2 separate regions of the Triticum aestivum genome follow, and region 1 is linked to region 2. The links are chromatin contacts, called in public Hi-C maps. All regions are on one chromosome and are shown on one strand. The core of a region is the stretch at or near the end of the contact, and the rest is flanking DNA. Distances in the headings are between cores, read along the strand shown. Region 1 holds the start of LOC123116229 (WRKY transcription factor WRKY76). Region 2 holds the start of LOC123112101 (putative CBL-interacting protein kinase 27).

The links. A called contact is a pair of places that touch in the nucleus more often than the background predicts.
Region 1: a Hi-C map of leaf shows a contact between it and region 2, with 5 times the contacts expected there. The contact joins the promoter of LOC123116229 here to the promoter of LOC123112101 in region 2. A contact is called at or near these places in 3 of 5 Hi-C or Micro-C datasets (all in leaf).

Annotation. Positions count from the first base shown.
Region 1 is chr5B:402,260,469-402,267,593 of IWGSC CS RefSeq v2.1, forward strand. It overlaps LOC123116229 (WRKY transcription factor WRKY76), which reads left to right and starts at 2,841. Exons shown (of 4, transcript XM_044537217.1): 1 at 2,841-3,103; 2 at 3,207-3,557; 3 at 3,659-3,775; 4 at 3,884-4,651. The coding sequence starts at 2,948. The coding sequence ends at 4,252.
Region 2 is chr5B:401,618,005-401,624,460 of IWGSC CS RefSeq v2.1, forward strand. LOC123112101 (putative CBL-interacting protein kinase 27) reads right to left here and starts at 2,863. Exons shown (of 1, transcript XM_044533021.1): 1 at 936-2,863. The coding sequence starts at 2,523. The coding sequence ends at 1,180.

The DNA of each region.
Region 1 (7,125 bases), core at 1,591-4,090, 640 kb after region 2:
CCATGCTCGTAAAGGCTCGAAAGAATGAATTGGTGAAGAAGATGGTGATACCGTAGACGACGCACAAGGACCCTCATCAATAGCAAACAAGAAGAACCAACTCGTCGTTCATGAAGATCAGCGAGGAAAAAGGACCAGCTCCTTAGAAACAATGAGGCAAAGCATCACCTAGATGGGATTGCAGTCGGAGGAAATTTATTCGAGACAACATCACCAGCACCATCACAGGGACATCACCACGACACTAAATCTGACAGAAGAAACTTCTTAATGATGGTGCAAATACGTGAATTCTCACCTCTCCACTTTGCAGCACCAAAGCAGACGTTGTGGAGCAGAGGGGCGAAAATTGGATCTATGGTGACGCCTTGGAGAACATCGGCTTACATAAATTTATTTTAGGTGTTTCACTGATAGGTGTTCAACAAAATATTTTTTTTCAAAATTTCAAATTAAAGGAGAGAATGCTCGAGGTATATTTAGTCCGGTTAGATAGTTGATAATTGTGAATATTAACAACCATCTGATACTATACCGAGTTTCCAATTGCCAATTGTGACACCCTGGTTCGGCAGAATTTATATACAAATTGCATAGGTTTGTTCCGGCAATTCTGTTGCATTGTTTTTATGTGTAATACTAGATCTTAAATTTTCAGCTATGCCCCACTTTAACTGGATTCTCCATTAGTTTCTTGGAGAATATTTGCTCTACTAATAGTACTATGGCCGACGTTAGGCGTCGATTGGTTGATAGATGCCATCGAGCGATCACCCTCTGAGCCGTCCGACCGTTCGGTCTCGTCCTCCCCTAATTGCATCATTATGTGAGCAACCCCCTACCCCCCCCCCTCCCGCACGAAACGCATGTCTCACGCAAAACAACATGACTTTTGTTGCATCTCCGCCTTGCAGCAACCCTCATCCGTCGTATTGCGGCTCTCATTGTCGTCTTGCTGTAGCCATCCATCCCTCACAACATCGATAACGAGCTTTAAAACATCAACGACGAGTCACAACAACAATGCTTGGGCGACTTGTAGTACCTGTGACGGCTCGCAACAGTGTGGTGTAGTGCCTCGCAACAGAGCCGTGCGGCGGATCGCAACACCGGCGAAGATGCTTGCCCTCTCACGCTTGTAGCAGTATGGCTGGCCTGAGTGGCACGCAACAGCTTGCATCAACACCACTATTGCTGGTTAAGGGGGAGGCGACGCTTGCGGCACTCGCAATCGCCTTGCAGCGTGAGTGCCCTGACATTGCGATAGTAAGCTTCGGCAGCGGCAGCCTCGCCAGGGCTCGTTGAAAGACATGAGGGGATCGATCAATTCTCCGACGAAAAAGAGGACAAATTAGGTGAGAATAAGAAATGAGAGGATGGGAGAGAACGGTGCATGGGTCTCTACGGTAAGTGATGTGCACGGTCGATGCCTTCGTGTCAAAACCAAGGTTTACCTTGCAGTAAACACGAGTTTACGACAAGTCAATACACGAAACACATAGTATGCTGCTTTAAAGTATCATTCATTCTACAGGGATTCATTCTACAGGGAAGAAAAACCATTCATCGTGTTTCCTTCTAGAGAACCAGAGGTTTTCATTGTAGTAAACACGAGTTTACGACAAGTCAATACACGGAACATATAGTATGCTGCTTTAAAGTATCATTCATTCTTCAGGGAAGAAAAATCATTCACCGTGTTTCCTTCTAGAGAACCAAAGGTTTTCCTTAAACACGAGTTTACGACAAATCAATACACGGAACATATGGTATGTTGCTTTAAAAAAAATCATTCACCCTCCAGGGAAGAAAAATCATTCATCGTGTTTCATTCTCGAGAACATGCAGCTCTCTTTTTCCGCAAAAAAAAAAACATGCAGCTCTCTTGGCGGTAGAGTTTCGCTTCATCCGAAAGTAATCTGACGGGTTCTCCCCTGGCTGAAAAATAAAACCCGACGACTTCAATTAGCTCCAGGTCCATAGTAATATTCAGAATCCAGAAAGACTTCCGTCGAGACTTGACAAGTCATGATGCGTGTCTCTCCAGCTCTCACTTTTTTTGTTTTGTTTGAGAAGATCTCCAACTCCTACATAAGCAAATGACATACTCCCGTGACGCGCGGCACATGCGGTCATCGCCGGGCCAAAACGGCGATAGCTCTCTTGGCTGCAGTCGTGCATCAGGTCACGCCGTACAAGACAAGGTAAAGCACAGTAACTAGATCGCGCAAACGGTCGCCATCGGGCCAAACCGCCAAAGCGGAGTGCTGTACAGGTCGGGTGTGTACAGTTGAGTTTCGTACAAGTTTCTTCACATCTCGCAGCACAAAAGCAGTCTCAACAAATCGCTAATATTTTCGGAGCCATGCTCTGGCGAACTCCTCCCAGGCGAAATATGTAAAGAAAACAGTCTAAAAGAAATCGTTAGAATCTGAAGGGAACAAGCATTTGATCAACAGACTGAATGAACAATCCAAACGACGAGGCGCCGAGTATGATCGCATTATGTGCATCATTTCCACGCCCCTGCACTGCGCGAGATTCTTCCGTGGACCGCCGTGTGTTTCGCGTTGGTGTGGTCGATTTCATCTGCTCTTTCTGATTCGTGAGACAGACGACGCAGAGACAGCGACTACACCTTGCAGCTTGGTGTTACGCGGGCGGGTGACGCTGGGCATGCTGACGAAACAAGCGTACGTCAAATTCACACGTGGGCACGACTCTGCCTGACCACGCTCTGTTCCGCGCCACTTGCGCCCCCGTTTTCCCACCCGACCGCGGCGTATCGCTCGATCCACAAGACCTGTCTCCCGAACCCCCGCTATATTTACCCACGTCCATGGCGAACCCAGAAAGCATTCAACTGTGCTCTTCTCCTGCTTGATTCTTCAGGCATAGCACTCGCAGCACCAAGTTTCCAGGGTCGCGCCCGTGTGATTGCTGATCAATGGACACGGCGCGGCGCTCACCGGTCTGCCTCGACCTCATGGTCGGGCTTCCCATGGTCTGCGAGCCATCTTCAGCGAGGTGCACCGGAATGAGAGCCCAAGCCGACATTGCAAGCTCGGCCTGTGGCAGAGCAACTTCCATGACCAGCAGCGAGGTATGCAACCGCTCAATCACACTCTGTTGTTTGTCACCCCGTCTATTTCTTGATTTTCGCTCGAGGTGCTGGATTTGATCCTGGAAATGTGGGGGATTTCCAGGCAAATAAGATTATGGAGGCGAAGTTCACGGAGGTGACCGAGGAGAACCGGAGGCTGACCGAGATGATCGGCTACCTGTACGCTAATAGCCAGAATTTCGCGCGACAGAGTCCCGAAGGCGAGGGCGAGCAGCCCGCAAGTACTGCTGCGTCGCCGACATCGCCGGTGGGCAAGAAAAGGAGCAGGGAGAGCATGGACACGTCGGATTCTGGCGATGTCAACAGCGACAAGAAAATGGGCACGGCCGAGGCCGAGCATATCGACGTCGAGAGCCCGCTGAGCAACGGCACTTGCCGGAGAATCAAGGTCAAGAGGGTCTGCACCCGGATTGACCCATCGGACACGAGCCTCGTAAGTCCATATCGACCAAAGCTAGCTAGAACCCTCCACTGTTCTAAACAATCGTCAACTAATTGCAACTGTACTGATACTGAAACGTATGGCATCTGTAGGTGGTTAAAGATGGGTATCAATGGCGGAAGTACGGGCAGAAGGTGACACGGGACAACCCGTCCCCCAGAGCCTACTTCCGATGCGCCTTCGCGCCGTCCTGCCCTGTCAAGAAGAAGGTATCGTACAAACTCCGCCCAGTTCGACGAGCATTGTGCAGCACTAATTTCGGTCTGAAAAGCTTTTACTCTGTCACTAATTTCTTGGTGCGATCCATGGTGGTGCAGGTTCAGAGAAGCGCGGAGGACAGCTCGGTGGTGGAGGCGACGTACGAGGGCGAGCACAACCACCCGCGCCCCACGCGGGCCGGCGAGCTGCCGAGCTGCGCAACGCAGGGCGGCGGCTCGGTGCCGTGCTCCATCTCCATCAACTCCTCCGGCCCGACCATCACGCTGGACCTCACCAAGAACGGGGGAGGCGTGCAGGTCGTCGAGGCAGGGGAGGCGCAACCGGACCTGAAGAAGGTGTGCCGGGAGGTCGCGTCGCCGGAGTTCCGGGCGGCTCTGGTGGAGCAGATGGCCCGCGAGCTCACCGGCGACCGAAAGTTCACCGACGCGCTCGCCGCCGCGATCCTGCGGAAGCTGCCGGATTATTAGCATTAAGTAGAAGCTATCGAGATTCGAGACAGTGCATACTTCAGAAACAAACACCCGTGCGGTGTTCTAGTACAGCTTCAGAAAAGGAATTCTAGCACTTCTCTGCTTAGATTTAGGGCCTGTTTGGAGACTCTCCCGCTCTCCAAATCCGCTCCAGGAGTTGGTGGAGCTGTAGCTAAAAATGATGGAGTGGGGAAAAGGCAGCTCCACAAATTCTCAGATTTCAGGGAGCTGGAGGACTGCCGAACAGCCCCTTAGGGCCTGGTTCTCCCCGAATTGTACTGCATAATTTGCAGTTTTTCTTGCTATTTGATGATCTGAATCGTACCACAGGAAAATAATGTATCGGGGAAAAGAAAGTATGGAGAAAATAACTTGAATCGTGCCACAGTTTGAAATTTAATACTCTTTATGACTGACATGTGGCAGCCTTGAATATCCCTCAAATAAACAATATTCATGATTGTAATTGTGCTCCTTATAGGCCATGTTTAGTTCATAAGTTTTAGAATTTTTTTTTTCCAACTAAAAAGTCGCTAGTCCCTAAAAACTCTCTACCTGTTTAGTTCTTGGGACTAAAACCTGTTTGATTCCTGGGACTAAACATGGACTAAAAGACCATGTTACAACTAAAAGTACAAAAAGACTCTCCCTTAGGGTCTTCTTTCATAAGTTTCAAATGCTCACTTAGTCCCTCTTATTTGGTTTAGATGAAACTAAAAAAACTTTTTTAAATGCTTATACCGATAAGTCCTTCTAAACAAACACCCCCCTAATCGATCATATGAGGTAATTTTGTGAGAACAATGGTTGCGGATGAACAGGAACTGGGTGTGTTTGGGGGAAAATGTAAACACACTAAGAAAATTGGTACGTACAGTAATTTCCCTTTTAACATTATTTTAGTTTCTTTTTGAGCAAAACTTTATTTTAGTATACACCCGCAAAAATTATATTTTAGTACACAGTATTTTTAAAAAAATACTAATAAAAAACAGATTTGTTAAATAGTTTACATCTAGATGTGAAATAGTTATCTCATATCTAAGTTTGTAACCATCCGATTATGCGTATCAAGATTCGGAGGCTATTACATGAGCTAACGTTTCTGAGCGAAATCACTAGTTAAGGAGTACTGGTTCTGAAGATCATTGTGCGCCACTTGTCGCAATCTGGAAGTTTTCCCTTTTTTCGTAGTTTCGTTTTATTCAAAATGTTTTATCTTTTAAACCATGCGTCCAAATCTCAAACCGCTTTCGCCGTTGGATTCTTCGCGTCGAGATCTTCGAAACTAGATCACATGTTGATAGGTTTTGAAGAAAAAAATTCATGAAAAAAAACGGACGAAGAAAACCGAACCGAGAGCATGGGTTTTCCCTTTCCGAAAGAAGTATGCCCGTGCCTCTGACAAAATCACAACAGTGCCTCTCACGAAAGCAAAACTGTGACTCTCACAAAAAAAACGCATTTTTTCCTTTTCTGAGGAGGCACGGCCGTGACTCTCGCGAAAGCACAACCGTGCCTCTCGCGAAAGAAAAAAAATAGAAAACACGTTTTTTTTCGTTTCGAAGAGGCATGGCCGTGCCTCTCGCGTAAGCTAAACCGTGCCTCTCGCGAAAAGAAAAAAAAATAGAAAACGCATTTTTTTCCGTTTCCAATAGGCACGGCCGTGCCTGTCGTGAAAGAAAAAAATGCGTTTTTTTGCGCAAAATCTTTTTTTCCAAAAAAAATGTCATCGAAAAGCTAGGAAAGACCGGTGGAAAATCATAACATCGAAAAAAGGGGAAAACCGTTTAAAAAGCAGAAAACGCGTGCGAAAAATTAAAAAAATGAAATCCATAGGGAGCGCTCAGAGCGCGACATGTGGCGAATCAAGCCACTAGGCTGACTTCCCTACGCTGTTTATTTTGACGACAAAGAGCCTTACTATATACCCAACCTATTATGCTTGTTATTTTATGACAAAATGAAAAGAAAAATTAAAAACGAATGCACAATATAAAAAACGTGAATTTCAAAGAAAGTTTATAAAATTGGAAAGGTTCGTACAAACTAAAAGAACGTAAATTTCAGAGAACTTCACGAATTTGAAAAAAGTTCACAAAATTTACAATAAAGTTCATGAAATTTCAAAAAAAGATCACAAATTTGGAAAACGTTCATTGATTTTGAAAATAGTTCACTGATTTTAAACAAAAAGTTCACGAACTGAAAAAAGATCATCGATTTTGAATAAAAAAGTTCATCAAATTCGAAAAAATAGTTCACTGATTTTGAAAAATGTTTGTTGATTTTAAGAACAGTCATCAACTTAGAAAAGGTTCATCAAAATTTAAAAAAGTTCATTGATTTCAAAAAAGTTTATCAAAATTGAAAAAGTTCATCAATTTTAAAAAAAACTCGTTGGTTTTGAAGAAAAGCTCATGAAAATTGGAAAAAGGTTCATTAAATTTGAAAAGGTTCATAGAGTTTCAAAAAAGTTCATCAAATTTGAAAAAAATCATCAAATTCAAAGGGGTGCAGGGGAACCTGGTCGTACAAAAAGGAAAAAGCAGAAAGTAAAAAAGGAAAAAGGGAAAAGGAAAAAGGAAAAAAATGAAAAAGAGAGAATAAAAGAGGGGGAAGGTTATAATTTTTCAGAATCAGCTGCGTGGTGGGGTGGTAACTGAAGCATGTAACGACGAGTGAGGTCCTAGGTTCGAGTCGCAATGCCTGCTCCTCACTTTTTTATGTTCTAACATAGAACAAAAACCCGAGGCACCCCAACATGGGCCGGCCCATCACGGAGCGCTGCAGGCGCCAGTTTGCGAAAGTGCACACAAACGGGCGCCTGCAGCTCGTGCCTGGTAGGTGTGTACATGCGTGGTTTTGCG
Region 2 (6,456 bases), core at 1,613-4,112:
TGTTCCTCACTCTTTTGTTGGGATTTTAGTTCCAAGTTAACATGATTTCTTATCCGCTTCATAAGTCATGCATTTGCTTAATTAGGTGATAAGTAGAGCAAAACAAAATTGATCATGTTATTGTGGGGTTTGTTTAAACTCCAGCATAAGGAATTCTGATTTAAAAAAAAGACTTTTGGCTTCTTTAATTACAAATTGATTGCAACACCGTGTTAGTATGTGATTTCTCACATCTGGTTATAATATTTGTGAAGACGTGCATTGCACGTGCACTTCGAAGCGGGCCCGTGGCCCACGCCGACGCTAACCCGGGCCACCTCCTCCGCGTATTCTTGAAGTTGTGGCTGGCCGATTTACATGAAATTAATTCCCTCAGTTCTGGTGACAAATATAATACACATAATCCATATTGTTATGCACTAGCGTGTGTGTGAAATAGATGGATTATGGTCCCGTACCCAATAAGATGGATATGTGTGTGTTAGAGAGAGGGAGAGGGGGAGAGAGAGTGAGGAAGAGGGAAGGAGAATATGTGTGTGAGGATTTGATGGTAAAAAAGTCGTCAATGTCGTAATATTGAACTATTAAAATTAATGTGGCCTTGTTGCAACGCACAGGCGTTCTTCTAGTTAGAGGTAGTATAGGAATGTTATAGGATGGCACTTGCCGTCCTTATGAATTGCATTACCTCGTTCCTACGCAAAAAATGAGGTTTGAGTGTCCTTTAAAAACATAGAAAATGAGTAGTATTTTTGAGAAAGTTCTACACTCGCTTCCTACAAACCAAATGCATCTATAGAAAATTTCCTCTAAAATCTCATTTTCATGTTTATCCTTTGAAAATCCTCCCGAACCGAATGAGGCCGAAGCTTTCGGATAGTCTCGCAGTTACCAGCCGGAAGTTGCAATGTCAGGCGAAAGCATCCACACATGAATTTACGAAACAACATAGTACTGTTATTCAAAGAATTCATAACAATATTGGCAGACGCAGACATCACATCACTTGGCGCCGATTCTGTCTTGCTGCCGCGCGCAAAAACCAGCCAACAACTACAAGCACAACCATACCAGCAGCAGCCATCAACTTCGGCACCGAACAATAATGCACACCTAATTACGGCCGGATAGCAACAGTGACAGACAGGGGCAATAATGGTGGTGTGGACGACAGCGACATCAAGTGGTGGCAGGGGGGTCACCGGGGGACGCGGCGGCGGCAGCAGCAGCAGCAGCCCACACGATGTCCTTGAGCGCCGGCCGGAGCTCGTCGCTGCAGAACGACCGGTACTCCATCGTGTCGCCGCCGTCCTTCTTGACGTCGACCACCAGCACTGACGGCGCCACGCTGAAGAACTCCGCCGCCACCCCGAGCCGTCCCTTGCGCCCGCGCTCGGCGCCCTCCAGCCGCACCCCGCGCGCGCCGCTCTTCGTCACGCGCATGGCCCCGCCGGTCGCCAGGCCCTCCAGCCGCGAGATCACGCCGCTCGCCGGCTCCCGCGTCGCGAACCGCATGACGCCGCCCCTCGTCCCGCGCCCCGTCGAAGGTTCCTGGTCGAACAGCGGCGACAGGTCGAAGCCCGCGGAGAGGGAGATCAGGTGAAAGGCGTTCAGCGCCTCGGGGGGCTCGTCCTTGTCCTCGCCGTTGCCGCGCGCGGCCGCTGATGGCACGGGCTCCAAGAGAGGGCTCGGAATGGGCGACGTCTTCTTGAACCACGGCGACTCGACAAGGCTGGCGACCGTGATGCGGCTGCTCGGGTTGGGGTCGAGCAGCCTGCCGATCAACTTCCGGGCGTCCTTGGAGACCCACGACGGGCAGAGGAAGCCGCCGCGCTGCATCTTGCGGTACATGGACATGAGGTTCTCGTCCTGGAACGGCAGGGCGCCGACGAGGAGCACGTAGAGGATGACACCGCAGGACCAGATGTCGGCCTTGGCGCCGTCGTAGCCATTCCCGCCGAGCACCTCGGGGGCCACGTACGCCGGCGTGCCGCACGCGGTGTGGAGCAGCCCGTCGGGGCGTGCGTGGCCAGCGAGCGCGCTGAGCCCGAAATCGGCGACCTTGAGGTTGCCGGCCTCGTCGAGGAGCAGGTTCTCGGGCTTGAGGTCGCGGTGGTACACGCCCCGGCCGTGGCAGAAGTCGACCGCGGAGATGAGCTGGCGGAAGTACCGCCGCGCGACGTCCTCGCGGAGGCGGCCGGCGCGGGAGATCCGGGCGAAGAGCTCGCCGCCGCGGACGAGCTCGAGGGCCAGGTAGATCTTGGTGCGCGTGGCCAGCACCTCGTGCAGCTCCACGATGTTGGGGTGGGACACCATCTTCATCACCGCGATCTCCCGCTTGATCTGCTCCACCATCCCGGCGCGCTCCACCTTGTCCTTGGCCACCACCTTGACCGCCACCCCGCGCCCCGTGTGCAGGTCCCGCGCGGCGTGCACCCGGCCGAAGTTGCCGTGCCCCAGCACCCGCCCCAGCTCGTACCTCCCCTGCAGCACGTTGGTCTTCCCCTCCGCCGCGTCCTCCATTGCCGCCCCCCTCCTCCTCCCCGCGCGACCGAACCTCGAGCCCCGCACTGAACCGGCCGGCGAGTGTCGACGCACGATCTACCCGTCCTCGACGTGCTTGCGGTGGCAATTGCGGCCGCCGCGCAGGCTATGCTTGCCGGCGAGGTCAGTGCGCGTGCTCCTCCACATTGCTCCGCATTCCCAAAGGCAGCGAGGAGAAGATGAGATGATGGTGGACGAAAACCTCTCGTCGACGGCGTTGGTTACCGGCGGTGTGAGACACGAAAAGGCTTTTTCGTTGGAGCAAAGAGATGGAGGCCGCCGCGGGATAAATATCGCGGCGCTTGCGGATCTGGGGAGCGCATCGAGCCGTTGGATGGGATCGGACGGCGGGGAGCGGGAGGTACCTGGATGGCTGTGACGCAACTAACGGCATCGGGAAGGAGCAGGACGCGAGAGTGATGGGCGCGGGCGGAAACCGTATGCGGTGAAGGGAAACGGGCGACGGTTTTCGTGGACGGTATTGCGTTGGGTTGGGATGACGACGAGGGCCACGCGGCGGCCGCGCGGGGCCCACTGGCCAGGTGGTGGTGGCGTGGTGGATGTGGTGGTCCGGCATGGGCGCGGGCCGTAGTTATTATTGGTGGGCCATGCCATGATCCATTGCTAGCGGATCGAGCTCGTGGCTCTCTTTTGTCGTTTGAAATTGAACTCTATCCTCTCTCGAAAAAGAATACGCGGGGCAACTAATCGCGATTGCTATGTATCGCCCGCTGCAAGGGAATCCCTATCGGTAAGATCGCTCACGCGACCTCCCGCTACAGCGCTATACTGGGCAGACCCATATAGTTGCACTAGCATTCTGCGCCATGAACCAGCTGCTGATTTTAGGAAGTTTCTTGGTAGGTTTTGACCTTCAAGGAGGTCCATAAACCTCTATTTTTTTATTTAAAGTTTTGTACTTTATTTATTTGTTTGTTTTTTCTGTTTCATTTTTCTATTTCTATGAATTTTATAAAATGCCTACATTTTTAAAAAATTATCCTTTTGAAAAAAATTCGGATTTTCAAAAAAAGTTACTGGGAATTTCAAAAATTATTCTCATTTTTATTTTACTTTTAAGAATATCAAAAGAAGTTTCCTTTTCTTAAAAATAGCATACTTAAAAAATGTTCGAATGTTTTTTAAAATGTTCAGAGAATTTCATTAAATGTCTGCCTTTTTAAAATTTTGTATGAAATTTAAATCAATGACCATCTTTTCAAAAGTTTTTGACACATTCAAAAAATGTCCACATCTCAGAAAATTCCCACATTTTAAAAAATTGTTCATGTTTCCTAATTTTGTTCACAAATTCAAAAAAACTTGGTTAAAAAATTGTTTGCCTTTTCCAAAAATATTTGGGATTTAATAAATCTAACGGAATCGCGATGTAGTGGTTGGGAATCCACCACATATGTGAAACGTTGAGATTGGTGCAGCCTTTTGACTATAAAAAACTAATCATTTTCACAGTATAATGAGCATGGGAATACAGCCTGATGTATGGAGCCCTCTGCATGCAATGCAGCTTTATGTATGTGCATAAGGTAGCCTGACAGTCCAAGTATATTAAGTTTCTCTCCATAGAAAAGTACCTATAAAACATAGCAAATCTTTTGAAAAATGATATATTTCGAACCAAAATTCCCTTTTCAATTTCTACATGTATTTGAATTCAGGGCGATGATACCTTTTAAAACAAGACTGGTCTTGGATATATTTTGAATATTTCAACTTTATAGTTTTCGTACTCATTTCAGAATTGATTTAAATCGTGCAAAAAACATTTTTCATTCCTTTCGAAATTGATTTCACTCATTTCAAAATTCACTCACTTGGAAATTGATTTCATTCAATGCAAAAAACTGATTCAATAATTTCAAAAAACAGATTTCACTTAATTCAAAAAAAGTTTCACACGTTTCATAAAATAGATTTTGCTCATTAAAAAGAGGTTTGAAATAATCAGTTTCACATGTTTTAAAATAACTAGCTTCAAAATTTAACAAGTTTCACAAATTTCACAGCAAAAATATGTGTTGTTTGTATGAAAAATAGATTCCACTCATTTAAAAAAAATGGTTTCACGCAATTAAAAGACCTTATTTCACTTATTTCAAAAAACTAGTTTAACATATTTTATAAAACTACAAGTTAAAATAACAATTTCACTCATTTCAAAAATAGAGTCGCTTATTTTAATTTGTTTGTTGAAATAATCAGCTTCAAAATTTTAAAATACCTTACTACGCATTTTTGTAATAACAAATTACACGTATTCCACACTGAAGTATGTTTTTAGAAAATTGATTATTCAAATTATTTCATTTATTTGACGTAATACAAAAAATATATTTCAGAAAAACCGGTTTCACTTATTTCAAAATTTTAAATTCAATCATTTTTTAATGTATTCAAGATTGATCTTGTTCTAAAGGTCTTGGCTCTATGAGTTCAAATATATAAAAACACTAAAAATGAAATTATGGGTTAAAAGATATGGTGGGTTTAAATTAGCATAGGTTGAATGAAAAGATGGATTTGTTGTGTGGGAGAGGAAAGAGAGTGGATTTCTTTTATTTCTTCCATTCATAGATGTGGAGGGGGGGGGGGGGGGGGTAGAGATAGAGCACATGTGTGGGGACCATCCTGATTTGACTTAATCTCCTATATGAAAAGTGGGTTGAAAATACAAAGCTATACAAATGAAGTGGGCATACAACACAAAAACTGCAAAGCAACTATGTGGTAGATGCTTCGCAGCTAGGTAACACTTTCGTTAGAAAGCTCTTTACCCACGACCAACGACATCGAGAAGGAGCAGGACGCAAGAATGATAGGCGCAGACGGAAACCATATGTGGAACTGCGCTGAAAGGAAAACGGGCGACGATGTTTATGGATGGTATTGTGTTGGACTAGGATGACAACGGCAGCGGCCACGCATGGGGCGCACATGTCAGGGCGGTGATGCTTTGGTGGTCCAACATGGGCACGGGTTGGAGTTATTGTTGGGCCATGTCATGATCCATTGTTAGCGAATCAAACTCGTGGCTCTGCGTTTGTCGTTTGAAATTGAACTCTATCTCATCTCTAAAAATACTATACGTGGAGCAACTAACAAATATTCTTATGTATCGCCCGCTGCAATCCCTATCTCTAACATCGCTCATGCCATCTCTCACTACAACGTTATTACTGGGCTCGCCCATTTAGTTGCGCTAGCATACTTAGGAGTCGTGAACCGGCCGCTGATTTTAGGAAGCTTCTAGAAGGTTCATAGCCAGTCATGGACCTTCTAGCAGGTCTCCAATCCAGTATTTTTATTTACTCTATTTTCCTTTCTTTGTTTTTCTGTTTCTTCTTTCTTTTTCTTCACATTAACAAAAAGAAATAAAAAATATTCAAATTTTGTTCACACTTTCAAATGACCTTTGTAGAATTTCATAAATTATTCACATTTTAACATTTTTTCGGAATATAAATAAATTTTCAAGTTTACGAAAAAAATCACACATTCAAAAACTGTTCACGTTTTAAATAAAATGTTTGGGGAATTTCAAAATACATTCATGTTTTTTAAATATTGTCCATAAAAATGTTCCTGTTTTAGAAAATTGTTCACCTATTGAAAAACATGCTTACGTTTTTAGCAAATATTCACATTATCAAAAATTGTTTGGTATTTCATAAATTGTTTGTACGTTCAAATTTTGTTGACAAATTCAGAAAAAAAAATTGTGGCTTCAATAATTATTTGGGAGTTCTCAAAAGTTATTTACCTTTTCCAAAAGAATTTGGGATTAAAAAATTGTTCACTTTTCAGCATATGTTTGTGTTTTTTCATAAAATGTTTGAAATTTTAAAAAAAATGTGTTTTTCAAGAAAAGTTCAAAATAGGTTCAAAACTTGA